Regions from separate parts of the Ovis aries genome. Here region 1 is linked to region 2. The links are chromatin contacts, called in public Hi-C maps. All regions are on one chromosome and are shown on one strand. Each heading gives the region's core, a stretch centred on a gene start, on an enhancer-like site or on the middle of the called end of the contact. The rest is flanking DNA. Distances are from core to core; before and after follow the strand shown.

Region 1 (4,490 bases), core at 1,485-3,984, 72 kb before region 2:
AGGTCTTGGGGGTGAGTAAAGGTTGGGAGGATTTTAAGGGGCCAAGTCAGGTGGTTCTTTCTTTAAATTTTTTTTTAAAATTTAATTTATTTATTTGGCTCCACTGAGTCTTAGTTGTGGCATGAGAACTCTTAGTTCTGGCATTTGGGATCTAATTCCCTGACCAGGGATGGAACCCAGGCCCCCTACATTGGGAGAGCAGAGCCACCAGAGCACCGGGGAAGTCTCAAGCCTGGTGGTTCTTGGGGTGAAATAAATTCCAGGCTGTTGCTGCTGCTGCTGCTAAGTCGCTTCAGTCGTGACCGACTCTGTGAGACCCCATAGACGGCAGCCCACCAGGCTCTGCTGTCCCTGGGATTCTCCAGGCAAGAACACTGGAGTGGGTTGCCATTTCCTTCTCCAATGCATGAAAGTGAAAAGTGAAAGTGAAGTCGCTCAGTTATGTCCAACTCTTAGCGACCCCATGGACTGCAGCCTAAATTTCAGGCTGGGGAGAATTAAATTTACTAAAACCCATAGCATTTCAGTGATCTGTAGGCACACTCAAGGATTCTTAGATTGTACCAAAAAATCTAACCCATGTGTGGCTTTCCAATAAGGTCATTTTATATGCTCAGTCGCTCAGTGGTGTCTGACTCTTTGTGATCCCATGGACTGTAGTCTGGCAGGCTTCTTTGTCTATGGGATTCTCCAGGCAAGAATACTGGAGTGGGTTGCCATTTTCTCCTTCAGGGGATCTTCGCAACCCAGGGATCAACTGTATCTTCAGCCAAATCCTGGGTTGCAAGTGATTTACCACTGAGCCAGGGGGGAAACCCATTTTAAAAGACCATTAAAGTTAAAGTTAAGTCGCTCATTTGTGTCCGACTCTTTGTGACCCTGTGGACTGTAGCCCACCAGGCTCCTCTGTCCATGGGATTCTCCAGGCAAGAACACTGGAGTGGGTTGCCATTTCCTTCTCCAGGGGATCTTCCTGACCCAGGGATCAATCCCAGGTCTCCCACATTAGAGGCAGATGCTTTAACCTCTGAGCCACCAGGGAAGCCCATTAAAAGGTCACGTTTTTGTAGACAGGTCAGCAAACAGCAAATAGACATCTACAGGTTTTCATAGTTTGGAGCCGATCCACTTCCTTATTACTGTGATCAAACTTAGGACATGGATGCTCTAGGACCCCTTGATCATTGCACGTGACTCAGGCCCCAGGTCTCTCAAGCATCTGGTGAAAAAACTGCTCTGGAAGAGAGGGAAGAGGGGGAGAGAGAGCGGGAGGTGGTGGTGGGGAAAGTGTCTTGCTTCCCCTACCCCCAGGGCCTTCTGGGCCTGGCCAGGTCTGCAGAGAAAAAGCATGAAGATTTTTAGGACCTGAGTCAGCTGGGCTGATGGCCTGAAAGGGCCAGGAAGTTCCCAGACTGGTCTGAGGTGGCTAAACGGGCGGGAGAGCTGAGTAGAGCTTTGGCTCCAGGCGCCACATACCTGAATACCAGGTGTGTCTCCTGGATACCTTTGCACTTCCTGTTTGTCAGCTGGGCCTGGCCAGGCCTTGGTTTTAAGAGTCCCCTGACTCCAGCGTCCTCTGTCTTGCGTGCCCTTTAGTGGGTATGAAGGTGCATCACTGACTCTGGTTTGTTCAGGGGGAGCTCAGAGTAGTCACAGGATGGCCACAGGCCAATTAAGTCATCCACCTGTCCTGCATCATTTGGAATAATTTCTGGGTATCTGGGCAGGAGAGAGAGGAAGGGGGCAGAAATCAAGAGAGGAGGTGGGTGAGAGGCAAGTTTGGGGAAAGAAGGGAGGGGATCATTCATTTTCTGTCGACCATATACTCCTGCAGGGGGCAGCCACTTGCACCAGACAGGGGCACAGGAGGACACGGAGACTCAAACGTGATCAAAGTACTGACTGGTTGAATGGTTACTGTGTGCCAAAGAGAAACAGTGATGAATGAGACCAAGGCCCCTCCGGTGGAGGAGACACACAAAACAGATAAGTGCACGAGGAATGAAGAAGATAATGTCTAAAGGTGAACAACGAAGGTGATGACAGGGAGATGTAAAGAGAGCCTGGCTGGGGGAGGCTACCTTAAATATGAATAGGTAGTCAGAAGGCTGTCTCCCACGAAGTGACTTGGGAGCTGAGATCTCAGTAAGCAGGGGAAACAGTTAAGCAAAGATGTGAAGAAAGAGCAGTACGGGTGAGGGGTATACAGGGAGGGCAAAGGTGCAGAGCTTGTTTTTTGTTTTGCGTGGTCAAGGAGGCAGGTGTGACAATGCTGTGAGCCACAAGCAAAGTGGAGAGCAGTGAGGTTAGGCAGAGACGATGCAGGAAACTGGTGAACCTCGAATTTTCGTCTCGGTGGGATGGAAGAGGAGCTACGAAAAGGTATGAAGTGAGAGGGGCACGATCTGGTTTGTGGTTTAAAAACATTGCTCAGGCATGGAAGCAGGGAGGCTGTCCATGTTACAGAGAAAATACGCTTGGAGGAGGACGCCCAGGTACACGGACACGCATGATGCACAGTGACCCAATCAGGTGACCCCTTTTACGTTCGCGGACGCGCGTGGACAGAGATTCTTCCAGAGAGCAGGTGTCCTCACCTGGAAAAGAGAACTCCCTACCCCCACCAAATCTCCCGGTCCTGGCTCTGCTTGGGGCCCCTCACTCACCTGGGCCGGGACCCGCGGAGCTCGCAAGAACTTGGGGCCGGGCGGAAGCCTGAGGCTCTGCGTCTCCCGACCCCTCCCTCCCCGCCCCAACCAGGTCCAGCCTACCCCTGCCGCTCCCGAAGGGAACCTAGCGCCATCACCTGGTCCCGCCCACTTTAAACCCCTCCCCTCCAGGCCCCGCCCTTTCTCCTACTGTAACTCATCGCCCCGCCCCTTGTTATCGCCCCGCCCCTTATAAACTTTCTTTTCGCTAACCACGCCCCCTTGGATGAACCGTCTTCCGGTAGGTCACGCTCCCCGGGGAACTCCTTTAGTTCCTACTAGTGGACCCGCCCCCTTAAACTTGCCCCGCCCCTTCAGGCTGACCACGCCCACTCATCTAGTCACTCTTTTAGTCCCGCCCTTAGAGCTCTGCCCCTTGTTTCCGCTTAAGGCCACAGGCTGGTCTTAAGAGCCCCTGACCCTTTGCGACGGGGTAAGGGATGTCTCCTAGCTTCTCTGTTCCGGGCAGGGGCGGGGCGGCCCTTACGGGCTGTCTCACACGACTGGGAGTGGTGGCGGCTGTGACGTGGCAGAGTGCGCTTCCTCCAGACTGCCCCCCTGGGTTTCTCGGAAGGAACCCCACATTGGCTGTCGGGTTTGTGGAGAGAGATGCGGGAAAACACGACAGGCTTTCCCAGTAACAGACAGCTGGACTTGATCTAGACTCTGGCGGGACGTAGGGGGCAAACATTCAGGTGGTTTCCTAGGTGGAGGGAAGGAGAGGAAGGGGGCTTCCATCCTGTTGCCTGGAGACAAGCGTGAGGAACGTGTATGGGGGGGATCTGGAACCAGAAATAAGGACCCTCTGGCCAAGTTTTTTGAGGGTGCATAGTAATAGCAACAGAACTGAAAGCAGTAGCTGCAGCTAACATTTATTAAGTGCTTACTGTATACTTGTTTGCCCTGCCTCCACAATTCTATTTTTACACAGACCTCTCAATAAGATGGGTCCTATTTTCATCACCCCATTTTCTAGATGCAGAAACTGAGGCATGGGGCAACGAAGCCCAAGTTTGCCCAGGGTTGACTCAGCTTGTGATTGGCCGAGGTGGAATTCAAGCCTGGAGCCCTGGGAGCTCTATCCTGTCTTCCTCTGATCTTTGCAGCCCCACCGTCTTTGATCCCTACTGTATTTCTAAACAGTGAAGTTTGCTGTCACTCATTTTACAGATGAGGAAATTGAAGCAAAGAGTCGCGGATGCCTGGGGAAGATAGTTTTGGTGTCTGTAGAATCATAAATCTGGGAATTTCCAGGCTGGGCTTTCCCACCTGCCAATATGGAAGAGACTTCAGTCTCAGGCTGAGGAAGTGTATTTTCCTTGGCCAGCCTGCTTTTGGTGCACAGCTCGGTTATATCCAATGAAGGTTTCTAGCGCCCCCTGGTGGTTACAATAATTTAAAAATCCCAGGAGTGGTGGGGTGGGGTGGGGGCTTGTGAGATAGAGGGGGCTGAGAACACTCCCAGTCTAGTGGGATGGAGGTGGGGAGAGAGACCTTGCAGACCACATGATTTCAGGTAATGATAAGAGCTTCAAGAAAGCAGTTCAATTCAGTTGCTCAGTCTTGTCCTACTCTTAGCTACCCCATGGACTGCAGCACGCCAGGCCTTCCTGTCACTCACCAACTACTGGGCTTACTCAAATTCATGTCCTTAGAGTCAGTGATGCCACCCAACCATCTCATCCTCTGTCGTCCCCTTCTCCTCCCACCTTCAATCTTTCCCAGCATCAGGGTCTTTTCAAATGAGTCAGTTCTTCGCATCAGGTGGCCAAAGCATTGGAG
Region 2 (4,509 bases), core at 119-2,618:
TAGGCTTTTGAAACCCCGGAAATCACATCTTTGGTAGATTTCCTGAAGAAATAACTCTTAGGAGAAAAAAAATCTGTCACCTTGGGCTGAGTGTTGCTACTGTAACAAATGATTTCTCATCTCAACGTCGCATAATTCTTTCATGCACTGGCTTCAACTCTGCTGAAGAAGAAGCTTCTGGAAGGAGAAGGCACTGCAGCCTTGGGACGTGCCAGGCTTGTGGCAGGAGTAACAGAGAAATGACTGGACCACTCGGCGGTTTTCTCGTATTCTTGGGAATGAAAAGAAGACATCTCATTGGCCAGAGCAACATCAGTTGGCAAAGGTTTACTCCTCAACCAGGGAGAAGCAGTGAATACACGGAATAAAATCAGAACCTGCCAGAAGCCCTTTCTATCGTTCCTTCATTAATTCATTGACTTATTCACTCACTTGTGTGATAAGAAGGAATCTGTGATGCTGACTGTATTTGAAGATGGGTTCTTTAAAGAGCTAATTAAGTTAAAGTGACGTCATTAGGGTGGACCCTAAGTCAATGGGGCTAGTGTCCTTCTAAGGATTGGGATGCACCATCAACACCATCAACAGATGAATGGCTAAAGACGTGTACACACACACACACACACACACACTGGAATACTACTCAACCATAATACAAATGGAATCTTGTCATCTACAGCCACATGGATGGACCTAAAGATTACCATACTAAGCAAAGTGAATCAGAAAAAATAAAATACTGTATAATATCACTTATCCATGGAAACTAAAAAAAAAAGCCCCACAATTATTTATTTAGAAAATAGAAACAGACTCATAGATTTAAAAAACCTGTGGTTACCAAAGGGCAAAGAGGGATGAGAGAGATAAATCAGGTGTATGAGATTAACATCTACAGACTGTATAAAATAGGCAAACAATAAGGACCTACTCTATAGTATAGGGAACTATGCTCAATATCTTGTAACAATCTATATGGGAAGAAATCCGAAAAAAAGTATGTATAACTGAATCACTTTGCTGTACCCCTGGAACTAACACAATACTGTAAATCAGCTATACTTCAATTTGAAAAAAAGAAAAATGGGGTGGGTCTAGGGGAAAGAGAAATGAATGTGAGCCTTGTAGGTTCTGAAAATTACCAGGAGTTTACTGTGCTCAGAGAGGGAGGGAGAGTAAGGGGCTGGAGAAGTGGTTGGAGCCGCCTTGTTACACCCCCCACGAGGGACCAGGCAGACAGCTGCTGAAGGCGGCCACTTCTTACCGGCTGGCGGAGGTGAGGGGCGGCCTCAGGTGCGCCCTGGCGTGGCCTGTAGAGTTGGGTTCCCGGGAACAGCTGTCACCGAAATGTATTGGCATAGAGAGGTTCAGAGGAGCACAGGGCAAGGGGTCCAGAGGTTAAGAATCTGCCTGCCAATGCAAGGGACAAGGTTCAATCCCTGTTCTGCGAGAATCCCAACTATCGGGGAGCAAGTAAGCCCCTGTGCCGCAGCTCCTGAAGCCAGCGCTCTGGAGCGCATGATCCGCAACGAGAGAAGCCCCTGCAGTGAGAAGCCCACGCGCCGCAACAAAGAGCAGCCCTGCTCGCCGCAGCTAGAGAAAGTCCGTGCGCAGCAACAAAGACCCAGCGCGACCAATGAACGAACAAGTAGAACACAGGGCAGCCCCACGTTGCCCTAACCAGGAACTTCCCTGGCTCTGGCTGTCAGTTACATCAGCTGCCTGTGTTCTTGCCTGGAGAATCCCAGGGATGGGGGAGCCTGGTGGGCTCTGGCGTCTATGGGGTTGCACAGAGTCTGACGCTACTGAAACGACTTAGCAGCAGCAGCAGCAGCAGCCTGGGGATGCACGCACACAAACACACTGTATTAGTTTGCCACAACTGAGTACCGCAAACTGAATGGCCTAATTGTTGCCATTGTCGCTCGGTCGCCAAGTCATGTCTGACTGTTTGCAACCCCATGGACTACAGCACTCCAGGCTTCCCTGTCCCTCACCATCTCCCAGAGTTTGCCCAAGTTCATGTCCATCGAGTCAGTGATGCCATCCAACCATCTCATCCTCTGCCATCCCCTTCTCCTCCTGCCTTCAATTTTTCCCAGCATCAGCGTCTTTTCTAATGAATCGACTCTTTGCATCAGGTGCCCAAAGTATTGGAGCTCCAGCTTCAGCATCAGTCCTTCCAATGAATATTCAGTCCTGATCTTCTTTAGAATGGACTGGTTGGATCTTCTTGCAGTCCAAGGGACTCTCAAGAGTCTTCTCCAACACCACAGTTCAAAAGCATCTTTGGTGCTCAGCCTTCTTTATGGTCCAACTCTCACATCTGTACATGACTACTGGAAAAACTATAGCCTTGACTGTATGGACCTTTGTCAGCAAACTGATGTTTTTGCTTTCGAACACACTGTCTAGGTTTGTCATTGCTTTCCTGCCATGAATGGCTTAATTAAACCAAACAAACTGATTGTCTCACAGTTCTGGCGAGCAGAAGTTCAAGATCAAGGTGTCAGTGGGGGGCTGTTCTCCCTCTGAAGATGGTGGAGAGAAATCTGTTTCAGGCATCTCTCTCTCACACCTCTTGGGAGCTTGCCTTGTGGGAGCACAACTCCAGAGTTCACACAGCATCCTACTTGTGCGCATGTGTCCAACCTCTCCCTCCTGGGGACTTCCTCATGGTCCAGCTGTTAGGACTCCGTGCGTTCATTGCCAAGGACCAGAGCTTGATACTCAGTTTGGACAGTAAGATTCTCCAAGCCATGAGGCGAAAACAAAACAAACAAACAAAAAAAACAAAGACATTTCTCCTTTCTATAAGGACACTGGCTTCCCAATGGCTCAGTTGGTAAAGAATCCACCTGCAATGCAAGAAACATGGGTTCTATTCCTGGGTCTGGAAGAGACCCTGGAGAAGGAAATGGCAATCCACTCCAGTATTCTTGCCTGGGAAATCCCATGGACAGAGGACCCTGCCCTCCTACAGGCGGGCTACAGTCCATGGGGTCACAAAAGAGTCAGGCAAGACTTAGCAACTAAACCACCATAAGGACACCAATCTAACTGGATTAAGGGCCCCCTTACTCCAGTGTGGCCTCAAATTAACTCATCATATCTGCCAAGATCCTATTTCTCGATAAGGTCACATTCTGAGGTCCTGGGTGTTAGGTCTCTATTTGTGTGTGGGGGGTCAATGCAATTTAACCCATAACATACGTGATGGATATAAAGGCCCTTGTGATGAAACAGACACATAACAGGCCAAGCAGGTGCACTGACTGTCAGGAAGAAACACAGCCCCCCAAATACACAGACAGGCAAATACAGCAAATAGACTGGAAAGCAGGCGTGCAGGTGGACACAGAAGGACTCTGCCCACGTCTGATGGCAAGCTGACATCTCTAGGGATGCACACAGATTTCCTCCCCTCATTCATTACTCCAGGCCGACAGATCCCAGACCCCAGACACTCCCCTCCCTGAATACCGAAACTGACTGAAATAAGAGTAGAAACGCCTACACAGAGGTGCAGAAATACTGACATCCGCTTTCAACTGGCAATTCAGAGGTGCACCTGTCAAACTGATTTATAAAGATAGGTACGGAGACATGTGTCTACTCAGCCAGGTGCAGAATCACACCCTCAAGCACACACCATATGGTACCCGAAACAAGCAGACAGCTTGACAGATACAACATCCTCAAACAATACACCCTGCCCTGGGATCTTACTCAGATGAAGACATCCACAGGTGAAATTGGTGGACAGACTTCAAACACAATCAGACGTATATCCATTGGATCAAACAAGTGCATTTATAAACATCAGAAGATGGCCAACAAGCACATGAAAAGATGTTCGCCACCACTAATTATTCAGTCCAGTTCACTCGCTCAGTCGTGTCCGACTCTTTGCGACCCCATGAATCGCAGCACGCCAGGCCTCCCTGTCCATCACCAACTCCCGGAGTTCACTCAGACTCACGTCCACTGAGTTGGTGATGCCATCCAGCCATGTCATCCTCTGTCGTCCCCTTTTCCTCCTGCCCCCAATCCCTCCCAGCATCAGGGTTTTTTCCAATGAGTCAACTCTTCACATGAGGTGGCCAAAGTATTGGAGTTTCAGCTTCAGCATCAGTCCTTCCAATGAACACCCAGGGCTGATATCCTTTAGGATGGACTGGTTGGATCTCCTTGCAGTCCAAGGGACTCTCAAGAGTCTTCTCCAATACTACAGTTCAAATGCATCAATTCTTCGGCACTCAGCTTTCTTCACAGTCCAACTCTCGCATCCATACATGACCAGTGGAAAAACCATAGCCTTGACTAGACGGACCTTCGTTGGCACTAATTATTAGAGAAATGCAAATCAAAACTACAATGAGGCACACGTCACACTGATCAGAATGCACGTGTGCTAAGTAGCTTCAATCGGGTCCAACTCTTTGCAACCTTATGGACTGTAGCCCTCCAGGCTCCTCTGTCCATGGGATTTCCCAGGCAAGAATACCG

What was found. Hi-C and Micro-C count contacts between places; a contact is called where the count stands out from the background.
Region 1: a contact with region 2 is called in a Hi-C map of liver, with 2.6 times the contacts expected there. The contact joins the promoter of SH2D3A here to the enhancer-like site in region 2. A contact is called at or near these places in 2 of 16 Hi-C or Micro-C datasets (blood and liver).

Annotation. Positions count from the first base shown.
Region 1 is chr5:15,474,279-15,478,768 of ARS-UI_Ramb_v3.0, reverse strand. It overlaps SH2D3A (SH2 domain containing 3A), which reads right to left and starts at 2,734. Exons shown (of 10, transcript XM_042250067.1): 1 at 2,667-2,734.
Region 2 is chr5:15,400,625-15,405,133 of ARS-UI_Ramb_v3.0, reverse strand. No RefSeq gene overlaps it. Among named protein-coding and RNA genes, the nearest start is that of ADGRE1, 29 kb to the right of the region's middle. Within about 2 kb of position 1,368, at least 1 of the 54 cell types and tissues checked has an H3K27ac peak or open chromatin away from gene starts, as enhancers often do. A contact at or near this core is called in liver, where this site is marked.